2 separate regions of the Triticum aestivum genome follow, and region 2 is linked to region 1. A link is a contact called in public HiCAR-type data. All regions are on one chromosome and are shown on one strand. The core of a region is the stretch at or near the end of the contact, and the rest is flanking DNA. Distances in the headings are between cores, read along the strand shown.

What was found. HiCAR-type assays count read pairs that join an accessible place to other places.
Region 2: a HiCAR-type map of leaf shows a contact between it and region 1, with 6 times the contacts expected there. The contact joins the promoter of LOC123128886 here to the promoter of LOC123128882 in region 1. A contact is called at or near these places in 2 of 5 Hi-C or Micro-C datasets (both in leaf) and 1 of 1 datasets of contacts at active chromatin or transcription factors (leaf).

Annotation. Positions count from the first base shown.
Region 1 is chr6A:599,845,902-599,849,614 of IWGSC CS RefSeq v2.1, reverse strand. LOC123128882 (mRNA-decapping enzyme subunit 2) reads left to right here and starts at 2,420. Exons shown (of 8, transcript XM_044548994.1): 1 at 2,420-2,636; 2 at 2,727-2,878; 3 at 3,034-3,161; 4 at 3,502-3,600. The coding sequence starts at 2,551.
Region 2 is chr6A:600,099,429-600,103,308 of IWGSC CS RefSeq v2.1, reverse strand. It overlaps LOC123128886, which reads right to left and starts at 2,315. Exons shown (of 3, transcript XM_044548996.1): 1 at 2,075-2,315; 2 at 1,262-1,664. The coding sequence starts at 2,207.

The sequences.
Region 1 (3,713 bases), core at 1,171-3,670:
ATTAAATTAATTTAGAAATACAAATATAATTTATAGAAAACACACAAATTTTAAAAAATTGCATGAAGACTTATAAAACATCATAAAGGAATTAAATCTTGGACAATTTTGTATACAACATAATTATTTTATAAAAAATTGTTTTTTTGAACTTATAGGATAATTTACTTAAATGGAAATATTTTCTAAAGTTACTTTGATATTTTAATTCATATAAAAAATTATAAAAATGTTTCATAATTTAATTTGATGGATTTTAAAATTAATAGGTGAGTATTTTTTTGGTTTATATATTTATTTATATGTATATTATTTATAATTACAATTTTTTGGTTTGATATTTATAGTTATAAAAAATCTGTTATAGACATGTAAATTGTAGCCCAGGAGCACGTTCTGTTATAGACATGAACTGTAACAATTATATTTACACATCAGAGTCCATTTGTCCGACAAAAAATAAACATGTGAGAGTCCATAGTTGGAGTGGCACACCCTCCTACATGTTTTACACGGGTAGCTTGTTCACGGGCGAAACTTTTTTTACGGATTAAAATTCTTGATTTATGTTACTTAATTCAAATATATCTTTATCTTTATCTTTATCTTTACCTAATATTAAAGGGAGGATTGTTTCTCCAGTTTTTTGGCTTTAAGGTGGGACCTAGATAATTTTCGTACGTCCCTGTTGTTTCCTCCTGCGGGAGTTTTCATGTTCTCCGGATTTGTTTCGGTCAAAAAGCAAATCACAGGACGCACAAGCCGCAATGGGCCGGCCCATTGGCGTACGACCAGAAAAAAATTTCCAAAAAAAAATACTACAGTACTAGGAATCGAACACAGCAGCTAACGCTAGAGAGTTCACAATACTATCACTAGACTAAACAAGACAGGGTGATTAATTGGCCGCACGAAAATTTAAATTAAACTCACTTGCGCCAGATACTAAGACAAAAAGGGTTTTTTAAGTGAATATACTTTAGAACATGAAATTTTTACAAAGTTGTTAACATTTTTTTAAATCGAACATTTTTTAAAAGAACAATATTTCTCTTTTTATTTTTTTAAACCTGAGTATTTCTTAAAACACAAACAATTTTTTAAAAGTAGGAGGTCAGTTGTTGTGATTATTTTTCAAATTTGCAAACATTTTAAAAACCAAAATATTTTTTGAACTTTAATTTTGAAAAGGAAAATATTTTTTAAAACATAATTTTTTCATCTATACTTATTAATAAGACTTGGGGAATTTTTGAAATGTGCCCACTTAATGCATTGTTTTAGTTCAATTTATTAAACTAGGATATGAAAGGAATATTTTTATCTGTTGCGTCTTCATGTACGACCAGTCTTACTCAGCCCAGTGATTCTCAAAATGCATGAGGAATCCAACTAGATTTCATGGTCTATCTGACAAACTACTCAATTTACATGATGACAATGACATATATTATGTGTGCTTTTTTCTATTATATTAGCCAGATTATAAAAAATACTTTGTTCAATGCTTAGCCAGATTATAAAAAATACTTTGTTCAATGCTTAGCTAGATTATAAAAAAATACTTTGTTCAACGCTCTTATCTTCGCCGGACACGAAGGCGGCTCAACAATCCGTTGGACTGTCCAACCTTGGTTAGTGACAACTGGTACCGTGACCACAGGCAACGAGGACGATAAAGATGACAAGCGGAAAACATGTGTCTCGTGTTATATTGAAATGGAGGATGTGGATCTGAGAATGAGGTATTAGTCATGTTTATTATGTTATGGGCACAGCGGATAAGGGCGTGTGAGGACTGTTTTCTCCCGTTGCAACGCACGGACATGTTGCCTAGTAAAACTTATGTACGCTTATGCATCAACAACTGAACTCTGGGCTGGTGGGTAGCCGCGCACGTCAGTTAGACCGCGGTCACTGATACGGCGGTACGAATCCCTCTGCGCCATATTTTTCATTCTAACCAAATTTGGGATGTTTCACTATTAAGTCAGACTCATCAGTGCCACACGCCTAACAGGTGTCTTTTCGTGAGAAAAAAAAAGTAAAAATTGACAAGTGATACTCATCAGTTCCACGTGTCTAACAGGTGCCTTTTCATGAGAAAATAAAAAAAATTCGAGGGCGTTTCTATAAAAGGAGCACGCCACATGCCTGGCCTTCACTATGCAGTCACTTACAGCGGGCCCTATGCCATGATGTCATGCCTCATCAGCGTTGCGGTCATATACAAACGAGATTTGCACCGTATTTGCACGTCCAAGCTAAGTTTTTGCACCACTTTAATGTATCCTGCATGTTCTAGCACTAAAGCGACCGTTTACGCCAAGTTCTAGCACCATCGGTGTAATTGACTCGAAAAAATAACATGGCACATAGTTTGTGCAGCAACGAAGTTTTGATTTACGTAAAGCATGTAATACGCTTTCCGGCTTGAGTCACAGCTCACATACTCCACTGCCCCCCTGCTCGAGTCCGGCCTACAGTGAGGAGACCGGAGCCAGAGAGGGGCGGGCGAGCGCGAAGCGAGTGGGCGGCGGCGAGCGGTGGATGGCGATGGCGGGCGGCGGGGGACTGAACCGGTCCTCATCGCGGGGGCAGCTGCCGCCGCAGGAGCTCCTCGACGATCTCTGCAGGTGCGTAGCCCTAACCCATCCCCCGATCCCCATCTCCGCAACTCCATCCGACCCAAATCGAATCCAATCCAATCCAATCTCGTGCCGCAGCCGGTTCGTGCTGAACGTGCCCAAGGAGGACCTGGAGTCGTTCGAGCGGATCCTGTTCCTGCTGGAGCAGGCGCACTGGTTCTACGAGGACAACTCCGTGGAGCACAACCCCTCCCTCAAGTCCCTCTCCTTCAAGGACTTCACCTCCCTAAGTAAAGATAAAGATCGCCCCTTTCCCCTTTAAATCTACTCCTATCTCGTCACGGTCCGGGACTCTGAGCCCCGTCGAGGATGATGATTCTTGGCGGATTCGTCGCTGACTCCGACATTGTCGCCGTCCTGGTCGCCGTCGTCCTTGTGTGTGCAGTGTTCAACAGCTGCGCCGCTCTCAGGCCCTACCGCGCGCACCTCGACGACATCTACAAGGACTTCACGCACTACAAGTTCCGGGTCCCCGTCTCCGGCGCCATCATCCTCGATGACAACTATGACAGGGTAATTCTTTGTTCACTCTGTCTTTTATGCCCATCCGAGAGCATGTTACTGCATCCCTAGATGTGGTTTAGGAAGTAGGAGCAGGCTGCTAGGTCGGAACATCAACAGATGTGCTAAAGATTGGAATTTGGAGATAAGCAGCGCGTCTGATATCAGTTGCCCTGCTCGAAAGGATGCAATTTAAATCCTAGCATGTGCTACCTGTTAGCCTCTTATAGACGAATCACTTAATTTTCTCAATTTGCATATAGTTTCACACTATGTTATGCAATAGCCCTCAATTTCCTCAGGAATTTTGTTGAATCTCAAGGTTTGCTGACTTCTCCCTTTTTCTCTGCAGTGCTTACTTGTGAAAGGATGGAAGTCTAGTGCCAGCTGGAGTTTCCCCCGTGGAAAGAGGAGCAAAGATGAAGAGGATCATACTTGTGCAGTTAGAGAAGTAAATTTCTGGGCTTGATCCACGCTGCGCTTTACAGTTTCCATCAAACATTCTGCGCTTGTAGGGAAGCAATACTATTTGTTGATATTGCTGGGCAGTTATTTTCTGGTTTG
Region 2 (3,880 bases), core at 1,066-3,565, 250 kb before region 1:
AATCGACTATGCAATTCTGGAACACATGGCACACCACATTCTAGGTAATTATGTCTGAGACTGCATTGTTCGTGATTAATCTATTCTATGGGTTGTGTAGGTTCACCAGATGGATTCCCAGAAAATCAAGACAGTGAGAGGGTGATGAACTTCTGTTTGCAAAGTCATGAAATTCACTAGCAAAATAGCAACATGGCCACACAAAGTTAGCCCAGTCTTGCTGTTAGCATGGCCGGGTCAGCTTTTTTTTAATCGCAAGGGACAGGCCATCTCCAAAGGTTGAGTTAAGGAGTTCTATACAAAAAAATATATCCTTGGTTTTGCGAGTCAGTTCTATAAACATTTCATGCTACATATCCTTACGGATGTTGGACTCTGCATCCCAAGTTGGATAAGAATCAGTAATGGCTTTATTTCTGCGTTATCATTGCAAAGGTGCCTTAAATGCCATAGTCAGGGTAATATTTTCCTCATCTCCAGTGGCAGTGGGTTACAGAAAATTGTTGCCCTGAGTCACTATTTTGAGCCAAGGAGATTTATATTTGTTTTAGAGTGAAAGGAAACCTGACATCCATTTGTTTCGAGCAAAACCCTGGAAAATGGTTCCCCAGGCTATTTCTGTTTTGAGGAAAAATAGTTCAAGTTTCAGTACTAGTCAACTACACATTGTTATCTCATATGCTTCTAATCATCTGCCACAATTAGCTAAGATAAAGTAGATTAGACCTTTGAATTTTGGTTTGGCTGATATTGCTCTACATGTAGTAAAGAACTACTAGATTTCATCTTCTGGTAAACCTGGTATTTGTTCAGGTATTTCCTCACATCTGCTATTAGCAATCAGGACAACCAATTTCTGTTTTTGCCATACGATGTTATTATTACCTTTGCTATAAAATTTAATTCTTGACTCAAACGTGTTATTGGTGTGACAGATCAAACATTTGAAATGCACAAATACAGAACATCAATGACTTGGGTAGAGGACTCAAGGATATCAAGCATATGGAACATCAATGTCAAGAAAACAAGGTCGGAGTAAATAGCAATGCATACAAGTAGAAATGATAAAATAAGTAGCCATGAAAGAGTAAGTGAAAGCATTGAAATCACAAGGAATAAACAAATGGCAATGATAATATGGGTCTATAGGAGCATTTATAGCTTACAGCTGCACCTCTTCGTCTAAAAAAGATTCAGTATCTACTAGAAGCTAGAGAAAAAACCTGCTTATTTGAACTCCAAGAAAATAATGATGTACCTTCTCTGCTTGAGACGTCCCCTTCTTGGAAGAAAGTCTGCTACTGTGTCGACCGTAAGAATGCCAGCTATAGAGCCTTTACTGAGACTGTATTTCCCATGAAATTCGGCGTCTCTCAAATCTCCACATTCGATACTGATAGCACTGTTAGCTGCAGAGGGGTTAACTGCAACAAGGCAACTTCTCGTGCAGCCTGGCGGAACTGAAAAGCCGGATAGGAGGGCGATGTAACGATCGAGCCGTAGAACAAGGTCTAATGGGAATTTGTAACCCGGAAAGAATGAGCTGCAGTGAGTATCTGCTACTTCCCAACAGTCCTCCAGCTTTGCGTCTCGAACGATGACGCCTGTCCCCGGGTACAAAGACGGCAACAATTCAACCGCTTGACTGGCATAGCATATTCCTGAAAATAAGCATGGAAGCCAAATATGTCAAAAGGAGACATAACTGGCACCATCTGTAGTGATGTTCACACACAAAAATGCATCTTACAAAGGTTAATCTGCGGCCACATCGTATGCGAACAATATATAACATACTAAATGGGCAAACTAGTAGATTGGATTCCTCGAATTAGGTTCAGTTTGCGGTGGAACAGGGGATTGGCGACGGCCACACGACAAAGCCAAATGCCCAATTTGGCCAACCTAGAACCCACCACTACTACTAATCTATAATACCCATTCTCGATTGTGAGACGCAAACACAGAATTATCCATGCCGAATGACGAGGTGTCGAATCGACTAGGCTCCGCATAACCCAGTGCCCCAACCATACAGAGGATTCCAATCGGAGGGGAAAGGTGGAGGGACCTGCGGCGGGTCTGGAGGGGATCGACGGGCGGTGGCGCTGGACGGCGGCCGATCGGCGGCCGGGGCAGAGAGGAGAAGGGGATACCGACGGCGACGAGGAGCGCGGTAAGCTTAGCAGCGCCGGCGGCATCATGGCCTCCTCCGACCTCCGCTCGTCTCCACCGATTTTTTTTTAATCTTCTGTTCGGCGCAAACCCACCTGTACAAGCCTTCACATTATACTCTACGCGTTGAGGTGCGGAATGCGGAAACAGTGAATACGTCTTAGCATTTTTTCTTCTTCTAGGAAACCTTTGCTTTCATTTTCGAGAAGGCTAAAAATCTCAGATTTTTAGTGGTCTCACACGGACGCATGCATTGCTGTTGGATCTGCCGCACCAATCTTGATGCACATAGACTTGCCACATCGGAATCGTTTGTTTCAAAGACCGACCAAAGCGAACGCTGCAACCCACAACTTCCTTTGTCCCTTGCCAATGAAACGGTCGCGCATTTTCCCCTTCCTCTCACTTTCTTTCTCCCCGGGATCCCCATTAACTCGATCCCGACCAATACACCAACGAGCTGCAGTGGCCAGTGTGTGATCGCGAGGACCACAACAACTTGGATGTGGCGGTGAGCTCAGAGGGCACCAAGGTGGTGCGGCGAGCAGCTTCGTGGCGACTTCGAGCCCGACGAGGACGAAAAGGTGGCCGCCATGAGGCTCCATGGTCCAAAAGCTGAGTAGGCAACACAAAAAGCGCCACTCATCCAGGGCCAGCGATAGAAAGAGCCTGGCTAGGCAACCCCCTTTCGGATTCAAACGAGACCAGCTGGTGAAAGCACCTAGCTCACAGTGTCCCGCCAGCCCATGACCCAGAGATAATCACTCGGGGCCACACCCGGCAACTAGCACGATGTCCGACCTTACCCGACGCATGTGAACCAAACAACCTGCACATAGGGGGAGAGCCAGGGTGTCAGACGAGCCAGCCTCAGGAATGTCACCATCCCATGCGTCATGAACCCCTGGAAAAAGGTGCGGGACGGTGTAGTAGTATGACGGATGCAGCCGCGCTGGCCAAGGTGACGGTGTCCCGGACTAGAGGGCGCTAATCAGATCATCCCCTTTTGTGGTGTGCTAGGCCGAGGACCCCTGGATCATCAGCAAATGCCCGAAGACTGCCACGCCCTCTGGCATGATTAAGATGGAATCCTCCGAAGACTTGGCGCACACTCCAAGACCTGTTTGAATCTTCGGCATGCTTATCCCTAGATGTAACCGGCCTCATGTAAACCTTAGGTACTAATGGCCCCTATATAAGCTGAGTTTTTTTAGTTTAGAGATTCATATTCATAGACATACGATCTCGAGCTAGATCATCCTGTAATTTGCACCCCAACACAACCAATACAATAGAAGCATGGCATAGGGATTTACCTATTCAAGAGGCTCTGAATCCTGGGTAAATATCGTGTCCCTTGTTCATCCTGTTACCACCAAGCTAAGATCACTAGTTCAGGACTCCCTACCAAAGATCTTTCGGATTTAACCCCGACACAAGGCACCTGCAATTGCATGACCGATATCTGCAGATTTGTACACTTTACCGGACGAGGCACTGGGAGAGAAAGCCTCCTTTCTCTTCCTCTGTTTGCGGTGGCGAGCCGCTATGTTGACCTTGCGAGTGGCCACCACTGATGAGTCCTCCGCCTCTGGAAACATCTTCGTCGCCTCTTCCTCCGGCTCCATCGCAACGGTGGACGACGAAACGGGTGGGAATTGGGATGGGTGGCGGCAGTGATCGGAGCAAAGACAACATGGAG